Linked DNA regions of Oryzias latipes: region 2 is linked to region 1. Evidence: chromatin contacts called from public Hi-C data. All regions are on one chromosome and are shown on one strand. The core of a region is the stretch at or near the end of the contact, and the rest is flanking DNA. Distances in the headings are between cores, read along the strand shown.

The links. A called contact is a pair of places that touch in the nucleus more often than the background predicts.
Region 2: a Hi-C map of gastrula embryo shows a contact between it and region 1, with 1.7 times the contacts expected there. The contact joins two enhancer-like sites. A contact is called at or near these places in 2 of 5 Hi-C or Micro-C datasets (embryo and gastrula embryo).

The regions. Positions count from the first base shown.
Region 1 is chr19:14,921,567-14,928,921 of ASM223467v1, reverse strand. It overlaps sdk2 (protein sidekick-2), which reads right to left. Exons shown (of 45, transcript XM_023949204.1): 15 at 7,053-7,200; 16 at 4,126-4,266; 17 at 3,443-3,624; 18 at 2,647-2,762; 19 at 531-726; 20 at 149-247. Among protein-coding and RNA genes, the nearest start is that of cdc42ep4, 61 kb to the left of the region's middle. Within about 2 kb of position 3,756, at least 3 of the 8 cell types and tissues checked have an H3K27ac peak or open chromatin away from gene starts, as enhancers often do. A contact at or near this core is called in gastrula embryo, where this site is marked.
Region 2 is chr19:15,011,589-15,018,943 of ASM223467v1, reverse strand. No RefSeq gene overlaps it. Among protein-coding and RNA genes, the nearest start is that of tekt3, 25 kb to the left of the region's middle. Within about 2 kb of position 4,688, at least 3 of the 8 cell types and tissues checked have an H3K27ac peak or open chromatin away from gene starts, as enhancers often do. A contact at or near this core is called in gastrula embryo, where this site is marked.

The DNA of each region.
Region 1 (7,355 bases), core at 2,507-5,006:
ACTGTTTTGTCTGCACAAGATGACCTTCATTTTTGTTTGCTTTCTGCTGATAGACCAAATTTGGGCACATTTATCTTTCAAATCCATACAACGTTGTGTTTTATCACTGCAACAAACCCACAATAGTGTCTGACGGGAGTCACTGTACCTGTGAGAACTCCATTTTTCTCATTGGGCTCACTCCAGCTTACTTTCAGGGAGGTGTCCAGAATTTCTGTGAAACTCAGATGACCTACGGCACCCGGGGCTGGATGACACAAAACATAATAAAGCCTTTTTAATCGTTCTTGACAAAAAATGTACCAAATATTTACAAAATACGGTCAATTAAGCTGCTGTTTTTCGGTCTCAGAGAGACATGATCATGATCACACTGCATCCATGCAGAATATCCTCACTCATTATGTTTCTAGAACTTCATTCTGCATAAATAATAGATTGCGCCTGAAGGATGCTTTACTGCGAGGTGCTTGTGTCCTCCATCTACCAACGGAGGGAGGAAAAAAAAAAGCGTAGGAAAAGTTCCTTACTGTCCTCGTGAGTCCTCACTGCTCTAGGCGGGCTGCGGGGGCCGTCTCCAGGTGTAGTGAAGCACAGCACCGACGTGTAATACTCAGTGAACTTCTTCAGACCTGTCACATAACCCACGTGAACACTGTCCTGGAAGTTAGGTCGCACCGTTACCATAGCAACCTCTTCATCTTTCCCCGGTTCCCAGGCCAGCAGCTGTAATACAGAGAGAAAGAAAAATCTAAAGCAAAATTGCAAAGCAGTAAAAATTATTTGAAAAAAATAAACAGCATTTCTTCATTTGTTTTCTTTTCAGAACAGTTTTAACGAAACCTATACGTTTCTCTCTACCAAACCAGATGACCCATCTGGCATCCCAGTTCCCTCTGCTAAATTTGGAAAAAGACCCTGAGGAGAAAAAGGGGCTGAGCAGCTGAAAAGCTCCACCAGTTCAGGCTCAAGAGGGAGGAATGATATCATCTCAACAAGCATGTTATCTGCATACTCAACTGCGCTGACAACTGGGACTTAGATTAACCAGTTAGCTACTTAGGTAGCTAATTGGTCCCAGTGGTTGGTCTGCAAGGTCATTTCCCGTTTCATTTACAAGGAACATTCCAGGAACGGAAAGAGCATCCAAGAGGATTTCTGGGGCAGTAAACACCAATCTGTATTTAGCATGCATCTTTCCCCACATATACAATTTCTTCTTTTCCTTTTCATCAACATTCCCTCATTTATCATCACTTGTGTCTTTTGAGAAAAAAGTGTTTGTCATTTCAGTTTTTATTTTTATTTTTTATAGATGAAGCCCACCCCCTAATACCTTAAGCTAAGTTCATAAAAAGCATAAAAGGTCAATGTAAACACATGTAAACACGCGTAAACCTGTGTTTTAGGCATCTGTGTTAAAAAAAAACAGGTTGAACTTTGACCAATGAGAGACTCTGATTGGGAAGTGACGTATTGAAGGCACCCCTTTAAATAAGTCACAACCATTGGAAATTGATCATGGAGGAGAAATTAATAACCGTGGTTTGTGCCCAGCCAGAATTTTTCATACCTTTGGGACAGAGCTGCGAAAGATAAAGGCTGGAGCAAGACTCAAGAAGTTTGTGCCAATTCCACAAGCCTCCTCCAACTGTAGATGACGGACATGCACTAGCAAATAGTAAAAAAGAAAAAGAAGTGGAAGCCCCTCCCTGTTTTTCCAGTGTGAACATCATGGGGTAAACCTGCGTTCAATAACCTGCGTTTAGCGCGTTTTTGAATCTGCATCAAAGGCCCGGGGAGTCTGTAGCTTTAGACACATGCACCGGTACAGGGGTTGACATGTACAGGTGTCGAGGATTTTTGGGTAGTCCGGGCCATACAGGGTTGTAGACAAGAGAGCGCAGGCAAGTCTTGGAGTTCCCTTAAGGCTCATGCGGCCACCTTGAAGGACATCATGAAAATGGAACACACGATTGTCTGGCGTGTGGTAAGTGTATCGTGAAGTATTTGTAAGGATAATGTAAGTTACACACACTCGTGAAGTACGGGTGATGCAGTTGTACGATGCCCCAACACCACACTCTAGTCATTAGTAAAGCCTCAGTCATGTGCACTCATACGGGTGCTGCAGGTTTTTAGGTTGTCCGGGCCCCATACAGATTTGTCCACATTCTGCCTGGAGACACTCAGTGTCCACCCGCAAGGGCAGTTGTGACTAAGGCGTTAACTGACCTGTAAAGTACCAACGACTAGTCAAAATGAGGGGGAAAATAATCACGACACAAGGAATTCTCTATGGAGTCAGAGGGGAAGATACAAAATGATTTACTGAGGGCTTTGAGCAGATGAAAGGACACACGAGAGACAAAAAAATGACTATAATTAACAGCCACTGGTAAAATAATCAAGACATTTATCAGTAGGTTTAAGTGAGCATCTCACTAAACCTGAAGAAAAAAAGAGAATGCAGTTTGACTTAACTAATGAGTAAACAAGGTCCATTCTTTTCACTGCCAGCACTATTATTTGCCCTCAAGCTTTGCTCTCACTTGATGAGGCAATGCGAGTTCACCCGCAGAAGATTTTTTTTATTTTTATCTTATTGACCACTGGTCACCATGTGGGGGAAGGCTGAACGCTGACCTTGTAGCCCTGGTTGATGCCGTTGATGAACTGCGGGTTCGGAGCGTTCCAGGTGAAACGGATCGCCGTTGAGTTGACCGCTTCAGCTTTCACGTTTCCCGGAGCGATGGTTGGAACTGGATGGAGAAGGCAAGAGAAAAAAGAAGATGGGGGGTAAAAAAAACTGCTAGCAACTAGTTTGGCGTCAGCATTGATCGCTGTCGTACAGGTCTGGGCAGATTTTCCCATCAGCCTTTGTGTGACACTCACACCAAACACCAAGGGTGACTCTGAAACTGGGACGTCACATAAACAAAGGCTGATTCTATTTTTTAACATGATTTCAGGGAGAGATCATCAACCTGATTGAATGCTTAAACACATTGTCTGTATATGAGAACTGGACCAAGTGAGTGTGACATCATCCAAAGAAAATGACTTACATGGTTGCATTAAGGTCAATTCAGTCGCCACTTTTTCCTGCGATACTGACGTTGTCATGTTAGAACCAGAAAATGTCAGTACGCAGTGATTGGTCCAAGTTGGTCTGAGTCCATATTTCTATGACAACCACTCTTGACAGTCAGAAGTGACACACCTCTACCAAATTTGACGTGAGAGCATATACTTTTACTGAGCCATCTGATTAGTCAGTTTATAACTTTAATTTTAGCTTTCTGTTTGTACAGAGTGGTGGGAGGGGTCACTCAGTCCAGCTCTCGTGAACATTCAATGGTTAGACACTTTCAAAAACTAAAATGTATTCATCCCAATATAAACAGGTAAAATCAGCAATTTTGCAGATGTGGATGCTCACCTCCCTGGAGAGTCCACTCAGTGACTTTATGGCTGAAAACCCCCAGGCCTGCCCCATTGTAGGCCGCCACCTCAATCTCATAGTTAGTCCAGATGATGAGGTCTTCCAGGAGCAGGGTGGTCACATCTGGGCTGGAGATGTTCTTGATTTGGTAATCCACAGGCAGCCCGGTGAGGCGGTATCTAAAAGGCATGACATTTGAAAAGCATTAAACGCCGTGGTTTGTGAAGGGGGGGAGGAGGGTTGGTGCATGCTCAGTTTAGTCTGCAGCGTGGTTGTGGGCCTGTAGGAGCGCACAGTTCCCTGGAATCCCTGCTAGGGGGAGACAGAGCACCACACTGACAGCGCTGCCTGGAGTCTGAATAACATCTGTGGTCTTGTTTGGGTGTCATGAATGTAAAACTTGACAGAAAAGCAAACTAATTATGCCTTTACAAGTTGGCTGATTTATTGCTGACAAGTCAGTGGAGTCACTCCATTAAAAAAATCTAGTCATTAATTGCTGACAAAACTCTTTTAAATCTAAGATATATTTTATCTTTTAATTTGAAAATCAGAGTGTTATAAGATCAAACATATTTACTCATTTAATTTAAAAACTTGAATCTTTTACCATGTACTTGTAGCATTTGAAGATTAAAATATTGATTTTTAGCTGAAAGGTGCATGAATATGGATTTTACCGGACAATGTAGCCCCTGAGGATGCCGTTCTGGTGGCTCTCCTGCGGTGGCTGCCACTGGATCATGATGGACTGGTTGGTGCGCCCGCTGGTGATGACATTCTGAGGAGAAGCACTCGGGGGCTCCTCCGGGAGAGACACACTGCAGCATACAGACACAGAGACGACAAAAAGAGAAGTTCATTTTATACCCATAAAATGTTTTAGTTCCATAAATATAACTCAAGTAATTTAACTGTCTAAAGTAACATCATTTTTTGGTGATGAAAATACAGTTTTTCTTTATTTTTATTGTTTTTTGACACTTTCTTCCATTTTTTAAAACATCTTTTACTTTTTCTACCCAAAACGGCTCCATATATGATGTAATTTATGAGCCCATTATAGGATGTCTGGGCTGCACGGGTGCCTAAAAGCCTTTTATATACCCTGACAAAATCCCAGAGCGCCTGGAGAGAAGATACATATAGGAGAAAGGAATGAGATCAGCTTCAGAGGCTTAGTGGCAAATAGAGACATAGAGAGTCCTGTGCTTGCCACGCTGAAACAAACAGACGGACTCCCCTGTGACAGCGATGGGACAGTTGGACAAGAGCATGGAGGGAGGAGGTGGCAAGCAAAAGTTGTTTAAGGCCACAGGGAGGTCAGACCTGAGCCCATCTCTGAAAACGGAATCCCTTTAGCAGATCCTCCAATGGGAAGCTGAACAGACTTCATGTCGACTCCATCAACATCGACTCCAACTTGTTGTCTTGGCAACAAATTTTTTTTTTACCATGAAGGAAAGCTTTTACCTTTCTAGAAAGCTCAATTAAGAATCATTTCAGGATTTGTGGATTACTACAGGCATTGATTTCACCATCTGACGTGCTCTTCTGCAGCTTCGAGCTGCAGAAGTTCATTGGATGTGCAGACTTATTTGTTCAAAACTAAACATGTTTCAAAGACCCATCCTAAAGAAAATTATGTTTTTGGTATTCTAACATGTTCTAGTGACATTGTTCTGATAAGGGAGGACATATATATATATAAAAGCTTAAACTGGCATTTCTGAGTATTTCTTTATTCAAATTGATGTAAATCAGAAAGAGACAAAAAATGCAGTTTGAAAAATACCTCGAAAATACAATTGGCGGCTCACTAGCTCCCTGCTCCGCTCCATTCTAATTGGTTCCACTTGCAGACACATAGATTCATGTACGCCTTTGTTTTCCTCGCCTGAGCTGGAACCTGGCTCCAAACTGTACTGCTCAGATATTGCTCGCCATTTTTGTTGCACCGTTAATGTTAGTTTGTGTGTGAGAGGTAGTGGAGGAGTGAGTAAACAGAGAGCTTGGGGAATCAATGATCAATGAGGGGAAGGGGGGCGGGGTTGTTCGTCGCCAGAACTTCTAACTGTTGCTCTGCAGACAATATACGTCCTAGAAAACGACACAGGTTTTTGGATTTTGGATAAAAATGGCACAATCATAACTAAAAGACTGGGAACACTCTAAAAATAGATCAAAACCCATCCGGAGTGGGTCTCTAAAAGTTTTTAGAGGATCCTAGCTAACTGGTTTGCAGATACTCTATCCTACTGGGGATGAAACGTTTCGATAGAACAAATCTGCAGCAGTGGCAGTTCTGCACATTCTTTGAAGAGGCATATCTTTGTGCATGAGTTTTCAAATCCTTTCAATACTCGCAATAGAATGTTCTGTTGACAACAGAAGACTTTAAATTAGCAACTCAAAGCTAGTATTTTTTTTTTTTTAATTAATCGGGCTTTTAATGCGTTTGATTTATTTTCATATATTTTCTTGACAATCCGGGTATCCGGCATAAACTCTTTGCCAAACCAGGTGTTCACTGGTTCGCTGTGAGGAGCCCTGTAGGAACATGCTGAAAGGTGAACAACATATTTTCTTGGGAATCAAGATTAAACACGAAGAAAAGAAAAAAAAAAAAAACAGTTCAATGGCTTTTGATGAGATTTTTCCCACTGAAAATATATTAGCTAAAACTTCCTCACTTCCCCCCTCTGCCCCTCCCACCCTGGTCGGTAGGTGACAAACTCTTTTTGCAAAAAGGCAGCTTTTCTGTTGGTATTAGCTTCATAGCAACCATTTATTTTTTGGTCACCCTGGGGGGGACAAACAGGTCTATGTCATTTTTAGAAGAATCTGCAAAAGCAAAAATTGGGGATTTCCTTGGCAACTGAGGTTTTTGGTTAAGGGGCCCACATTCTTACTGTATTCACATTGTATGTCACTGTTTTGTTCAGCTTGAGCCAACAGACCATGTATTTAATGTTCACAATATTTTGGTACAAAATGTGTGAGCAGTAGATGAATATGTTCTTTTGCTAGCCCGCCACGCCGATGGCGTTCAAAATGTACAACTTCTATTTCCAACCTTTTTTCCCAGGCAGCTTTCAAATGATGCTCGAGGAGTTTAGGAGGTAATAGATCAAAATCCCTTGGAGTAGTTTAAATTTGTTTTGGTGGCCTCTTCCTGAGGTCAAAGGTCAAAACCTTGTTTGTGGTTTTACACTTGACCTGGCGTATGAAAATTAGTGAAGATTGCTTGAAGAAAAGTTTCTTTTCCCAGTTTTGTGAAAATATGAGAATTGCAAAATTTCCTAAAATGGCCACCAAGCCATAGATCCTGTGGCAATCCCATAATATTTTCAAATTTCTCCAACACCTGTTTTGGTTTTGTTAGTGGAATTTGAATTTTTTGGCCGCATTCACTTATTGGACAATTCCTATATGGTCCTTGCAGTCAATGATTGCTGCGAGGCATAATTAGTGAGCAAATAACTTCACTAGAGAAGAAAATGTCTGCTCAACAATTACAAAAAATAAATCCAGTTTCACGTTAACTTGAATAATAAATGGGATAAATGTTGATCTGGCCGAAAACAGATTAAACTCTATGACTAACCGCTCTGTCTCCTTGCTGAACTGCCCCTTCCCCACATCATTAACGGCACAGAGGCGGAACTGATAGGAGCGAGCTGGAATCAAACCGTTCACCGTCACTGCTGTAGACTCTGGTTCAATATTGGCCTGCAAGATGGCCCAGGGAGCATCTATGGCACAAAGGAGGAACACACATGTTAGACACACAAAGAAAAACAATGTCTTTTCTTCGCTGCTAACCATTGAGCTCTAATGCCCCGAAAAGAAAAAAGCAGAGGGATTTGAATAAAACTTCTTGAATTTAAGAATGTTAAGCTTTCAAACA
Region 2 (7,355 bases), core at 3,439-5,938, 89 kb before region 1:
ACTTGTTCCAGTCTGATACCAGATTCTGTGGAAAGCTACACCGCTAAAGACGAGCTTTAGCTGGTATTTTTCTTAGAACAGAGAGACTTTTTTGCGCTAAATCGAAACAAGGAAGTGAATACTTTAACCACTTCTGATTGGTCAGACTGATGACATGTGATTAAACCTTCAAGAATGATTGGTGGAGACAGTTAAAGGGGCGGGACTATTCCTTACACAGTTATAGCTGCAGCTAAATCGCGGTATCCCGTTATTCTTATCAAAATGTCTTTAATAGAATCATATAAACACAAAGAAAAAATAATTTTATGATATTTCATATTCTTAACTTCTCAGTGTTTTATCAGGGCCTGTTTGGATGAACAAAGAGCTGATTTCCTGGAGATGGTAATTGCTTTTAGATCAGTTAATGAGGGCAATTTCTCACGGCACACTTGACCATCTCCCACGGCACACTAGTGTGCCGCGGCACACTGGTTGAAAAACACTGATCTAGACCCACTAAACAGTGTGTTGAACCTTTTTTCTTCAATGATTTGTAAAAGTCACTGGTGTCCATGGATTACATGAAATCTTTCCACCTTTATCCACCTTTGTCATAGTAGGGATGACACTTCAATGTAAGGAACGGGTTATCTGGACCCCATAGAATAGCACAAGGGTTAAAGAGGTTTAATTTGCTTTTCCGTGGCATTTTTTATTTTTTCGTTTTTTGTGGTGATCAAAATGTCACTTGATTGACCCTATTACAGAGTCATTCTGTCTTCATTCATTGCCTTTTTGTCATTTATCTACTGGAACTGTAGTCAGCAAAACTTTAAGGATGGAGAATTTTTTCAGGATTAGTTGTTTACATCTTGTTTACTGCTGAAGTTAACCAGGAAGTGAACAGAAGAGTTTTTGTGTTTTTCTTTCTTTAAAAATTGGTGTTGTTTTTTTTGTTTTTTTATCTGTTATGTTTTGTTGATTTAGCCTTAGCTTGAGCTGTTTTGGGAAAAGTCCCGCCCCTTTAACTGTTTCCACTGTCTGAGTGTCTATTTTTTTACATTTTTTGATGCTGGTGTGCTGCTGGATTTTTTTAAGGTTAAAGTGTGCCGTGGCTCAAAAAAGATTGAAAAACACTGTTCTAATGGACCAATAGCGTGCGAGCGCCTGGCCCTGGCTGAGCCATCGCACATTGTGGTGCAGCAAAAGCTCATCTGCACTGTCATCACGTCTCTAAGGAATTCTCTCAGCATGCAATGCTGGTAGGAGGAAGAGCCCCTGAAAAAGATTCATCATTTTCATCATTGTATTCATAACTTCAGCATGTTCATCTGACAGGGAGGCACAGACTGACGAACTGTCCAATGGAAAGCTGTGAGCTCAGGATTGTCCTCTTTCAGTCTGGCTACAGATCAAATTTCACCCCTCTTTGTGGCAGATGATGCTGACATGGGCACTGTTTCAGTTTTCTGCAACTGCATGCATACACTCTTTGACAACACCTCCATCAGTAAATGGCTTTTTACGCTGGCCTAAAGTCCAAGCCACTATGAGGGAACACTAATGGGCACGATGTTGGGCAGTGAAGTGGTTGCTCAGGATCCGGGATCAGGGAGTTTGCTTGTAATGGGCTCTGAGACAGCTCATTTTTTTGGGAGCCCACTTCCTTTATTTTCTTCTTTTTTTTGTTTCTTTCTTTCAATTCCAAATAACTTTCTTTACATCTGCTGGGCCGGCAGACCCTTACCATCCGGAATGCAGATTTGATGGGTATCACATGGGTTGTGTAACCTGCATATGGTTGGTATGTAGATCTCGTCGTTCACTAAGGACAAGGCTTGAACGTAAAGACCAACACATTCTCACTCTCAACTTGAGTCACTTTCTGCCTCCAAAAATACATCCATATATGACCATTTGGGAGTGAGAATGTGTTTTGGTTGCAACAACAAGACTATGAAGGTATTAATCTTCCAAAATGGACGAGCTTGTATATTTGATTTGAGAACTTGTAATACAGAATGTGAATACTTGTGCAAAAAATATCTGCATCTGTGTGTAAAAATCTTCTGCTGTGAACTGACAAATTTCCATTTTCATGTGTTCATCTAGAGTTACAACTTCAAATCTGTGATTACAACTGCTCAAATGTGCTTCTGCGTGTGCTCGAATCTGCTGGCACAAATCACAAGTGCGCTACAACTGCGCTCTGAATTCTGACACATTCCTTGCGAGAAACTTGTTTCTAAACTGATCTGTGTCCGAAAATGGACCTGGGGGGGAGGGAGGGGTTAGAGGAGGCGGAGTCAACCAATCAGAGTGCAGGATTCGGAGAACTTGGTAAAGTTAGAAAGAGTTTCACAGATTCGGACTTCCTGCTTCAATAACTCTTCTGATAAACGTTCAAATGTGACAGCAAATCTCTCAATCATTTTGTATTAACACGGAGAGTGAACTACAAATGCATTTCTAAAGAAAAAAAAACGTTTTTTTCCTACATTTTAATGAGAAATGATCTATTTTGCTTAAATGCAGACATGCAGCTAGACGGCTGCCAACGGAAAATCATCTTTGTTGTAGCAGGACAATAGGGCCAGGGCTATTGAGCATCTTTATTATAACTCATACGAATTAACCTTTGAAAACATAAATTAGAAACCATACTGGGTTTGTGACTCCGCGCTACGCCGGCGCTCAGCGGCCAGCCATTGAGCTCCGTCGAGGAAAGAGATGCGAGGACCCGCTGACCGACGGCGGAGCACAGCAGTCGCGCAGACCCAGCCTCGCCCGTCGCTCACTCGGCGTCTGGCCGCTGAGCGAGGGCGTAGCGCGGTGTCACACCGCTGCCAGCCGCCGAGTTCCGCGGAGGAGGGAGAGGCCGAGGATCCCGCTGGACGACGGCGTAGCGCGGTGTCGTGGACCCAGCCGTCGGTCAGCGGGATCCTCGCTTTTAAATTTCCTCCGCGGAGCTCAACAGCCAGACGCCGAGCTCCGCCGAGGAAAGAAGAAGCGAGGATCCCGCTGACCGACGGCGGGGCACGCCTGTCGCTCGCGCCGAAACAGCCGTTGCTCAGTGGGCTGGGACCGCCACAGCCACGCTCCGCCGTGCCGTCGCCTGGAACATCGCGGGGAACGCCTTGATCTAATCTAATACATTTTTTTCAAATGTTAATCCATATGACCTATAATAAAGCTGCTCAATAGCCCTGGCCCTGTTGTCCTGCTACAACAAAGATGATCTTCCTGCTGACGCTGTCCGTTCGCAACCGTCTAGCTGTATGTCTGCATTTAAAGCACAAAGAGATCATTTCTCATTAAAATGTAGGAAAAAAAATGACTTTTTTCTTCAGAAATGCATTTGTGGTTCACTCTCTGTGTTAATACAAAAGGATTGACATACTTGCTGACACATTTGAACGTTTATCAGAAGAGTTATTGAAGCAGGAAGTCCGAATCTGTGAAGCTCTTTCTAACTTTACCAAGTTCTCCGAATCCTGCACTCTGATTGGTTGACTCCGCCTCCTCTAACCCTCCCTCCCCCCAGGTCCATTTTCGTACACAGATCAGTTTTGACACAAGTTTTTCGCAAGGAATGTGTCAGAATTCAGAGCACAGTTGTAGCGCACTTGTGATTTGCGCCAGCAGATTCGAGCACACGCAGAAGCACATTTGAGCAGTTGTAATCACAGATTTGAAGTTGTAACTCTAGATGAACACATGAAAATGGAAATTTGTCAGTTCACAGCAGAAGATTTTTACACACAGATGCAGATATTTTTTGCACAAGTATTCACATTCTGTATTACAAGTTCTCAAATCAAATATACAAGCTTGTCCATTTTGGAAGATTAATACCTTCATACAAGACGAGCTGCACCATTTAGAGTTCCCATCTTATTTGTTTTGCTTTGTGTTGGGATCCGCATGACCCACCGTCTGGGTCCAGTAGTTAGTGACCCCTGGTACAAATGATGGTGAATAAATATACATCGTTTTAAATTTCATATGTCCAGTAAAAAAAACTAATGTATGAACCATTAAGACATATTTAGTTTAAATAGTACAAAATTGTACAAATTGTGGTTAGATCCTTAAATCGTTGTTGGATCGCCACCCAAGCGACAGACTTTTGTTCTTTGGTAAAACCCTTTTGTTGGAGGTGGTTAGGTTCCAGTATAGACAGAAAGTTAACTATGAGACAAAACAACGCTCATTTCATCTTTTCAAACGCTTGATTGCTGCAAAAATCTGCATTTTTGTTTATTTGCAGACCTTTTAAAATTCTTTAAAAAAAATAAAAAATGATTACTACTTGTTTTTTCCTATACAAAAAATTAGCGTTTCATTAAGCTCCTGATGGATCAAATTAGGTTTGGCAATGCGTGCCTTTTTTTTTTTTTTACCAAATATACTAGAAAGCTCTTATTATATGTTCACACACACAAAAAAAGACACACACGACATGACATATACTGGACACTACAAGTGTGAAGGGAAGTGCCGAGGTTGTAGCAGAGGATGAACTGCATGTCCTTCTTTGTTTTATTGTGAAATCCTTCCAGACCCAAAAATGACTAAAAATGTGAGAGCACGCCTGCAGCTCCTCTCTGCAGCCTCCTCCCAGGGCGCCGTTGGAGTCAGCCACCAGCTTCCAGCCCTTCCTCATCCAAATCAGCTCCTGGGGAAGGAAGCCCCCCCCCCCACACACACACCCTACAGGACATGAAATCCCAGAGGGGGGGCAGTGAAAAGGGTGTCAGCTTGGACTGTTGGTCCGACAGCAGGAAATGGAAACAAACTGTGGCTGTGTGTCAAAGTGACAGGCAGGATGTGTAATGTCAGCGTGATGCTAAGGCCTTTTGTCAGGACTGTGCAATCTTTAAAAAGAAAAAAATAACTAAAAAGGTTGTTTTTAGTTTATTATTAATTTGTTTTAAAATTTGATGGGTTTAAGAAATCTGTTTAACACTGAAAATATTCCAAAATACTTCCTAGCATTCAACAAAAAGGCAGAAGAGGCAGCTTTTATTCTACTGTTTATAGAAAATGCAGCTACGTTTTGAAGTAAGGTTTACCCCAGGTCTTTTATTTTGAAATTGATTTTGAGTTTGTTTTTATTCAATCCAATTTCTAAAAGTTGAGATAACGAACAAATGTCCTTCAGAAAATCTGCGGTTTGCAAATAATTGTACTAAAAATAGACAAAGATGGCACATCTTATCTTATCTACATATTGATAGATGACACTGAAGCAAGATATTCAAAAAAAGACAATTGCAGCTCCAAAACACTGAATCTGAAAAAGTTTTTTAAAAAAGAAGTCTTATTTTCTGTCTTGCAAGAAAATAATCTTATCAAGAGAGCTTACTCAATAGCAAAATGTTTCTACTAGAATTTTTTTTTCCTTGAAATAAAAATTCTTGCTGAGATCACTTTTCTTTCCGTATTGGTCGTTTTATTTTATTTTTTGCCTGTTTAATAAAAAAATTTCCAAAGGTTTAAGGAGTTTTGAATTATTTCTGGGAAGCCTGTTTTTGCAGGCAAGAACTTTTGTTTAAGTTCTTTCTTTATTTATTTTTTTTGTTTGAGCATGTATAAGGATTTACTTTTCATTTTTATATTTTAATAAAATAAACCTTTTAATATGAACAGGTTAATAGTTATTCTGATTTTATTTTGTTAGAAAAGAACAATTACTCTTTGTTAGATACAAAAAATGGATGAGAACAATTTGATATTTAAAATTTCTTCTGTGTCTAAAGCTTTTTTTGTTTTTGTTCTTTTAGACAAACCATCCTTAAAAGAAAATAAAATGCTCTGGCTTCCTCTGCTGGCAATAGAACAAAACTGCACCTTAAATGTTTAAAGATAAGCAGAAGACATAAAAACAACACTTTAATTCACCTAGATGATGAGAAAATTCAAACCTATTTACAAAACTTATTCTTCAACTTTAAGAAAAAACTATAAACTTTAGAAATTATTGTCTCATTGTTCTCCTTTTCCTTTATTGGCTTGGACCCAGAGATCCAAATGAGGAATCTTTTACTGTGAAGGGATTTTGCTCTCGCTGTAAATGTGTGCAGACATCAGTTCTCAAATATTTTCAGCGGCTCTGCGTTCCTTAGATCTGCAGGGACATGAGCGCAGATGTCTGTGATTGTGAGCAGAGCTCAGGCAGAATTCTTGTCAGACATTTCTCAGCACACAGCAGAGAAGTCGCTGAAAGTCACTTTCAACCTTCTGTCATTCTAGAACAAACAAAGCCCAGGTCCTCCTGAAACCTTCGACAGTGCATTCACGCCGCAGAGGCTTTGGTTTTGCTCCCTCTGGACCTGACTGAGATCACGGTGAGATTTGCGTGTTTGCTCTTCCGAACAGCAGCAACCACACGTGATGGGCTGATGTCAACAAAGCCAGATGAAGGGAAAGAGGAAGCCGTCTGGTTGGAAGTCAGCTGACTTTGTGGAAAACTTGAAATGTGTTTTAAATGTCTTAGACTATTGGAAAAGCTCAAATAAATCTTCCCTTTTGTTTGGATTTTTACGGGAGCAGCCTAAAACAAAAGATAAAATCAATGTTTTTTCAGTACTGAGAAAAAAGTCACAATAGAAACATAAAAAAAGATTAACGGCAATGAACAAAAAGCTCTTCTCCACTTTAATCCCACTCATAAAACCAAAAATGTTTACATTTTTTCCTGAAGTGACTAAAAGTTCTGACATCATTTCCATGAGTAAAAATAGTTTTATTCCATCTTGTGAACACGTCGCACAGGCCCTGAAGTTCTATTGGAAAGCCCTGCTTTCTGCTTTGCTAGCCGACAACTACTACAGAACTCAGCGGCACCAGTTCTGACGAGGACCGGGGCGTGGGAACACACGTGGGAGCACAAGGGTTAAGTATGAGCCCTCGCGGACCCTCAGGTCCACCGGCGCCGGCCTTTTAGTTCTTCCTGAGGTGAGGACCAAAACTTAACGGTGAATCTTTGTTCTGCCATCGGGGCCCTCCAGGGCCGCAGAGACCTTAGAGATTGTAAAGAAGAGGCTCAAGACTTAAGACTTTTTTTACTTTCCTTTTTATTATGATTTAAGCCCCAGCAACATCATAGGGGGATATTTTGTACCAGGGCTTGCTGGTTTGGTTTGGGGTTGTTACCACGGTGATAATGAGGTGGCTAGGGTCTCTCGGCTGACCTTGCTGCTGTCGCTGCAGCGAGGTTCTTTGGCTGAGCTGCTCCTGGTATAATAGATCGCTGTCTATGGTATCCTCACGCCGGAGCCAAGCCATACGTCTGTTTTCAAATTACAGTCAAGTTTTCATTGTGTGTGGGGTCATGGGACGTATGTGTGAATGGAGGGTGGGGGCAG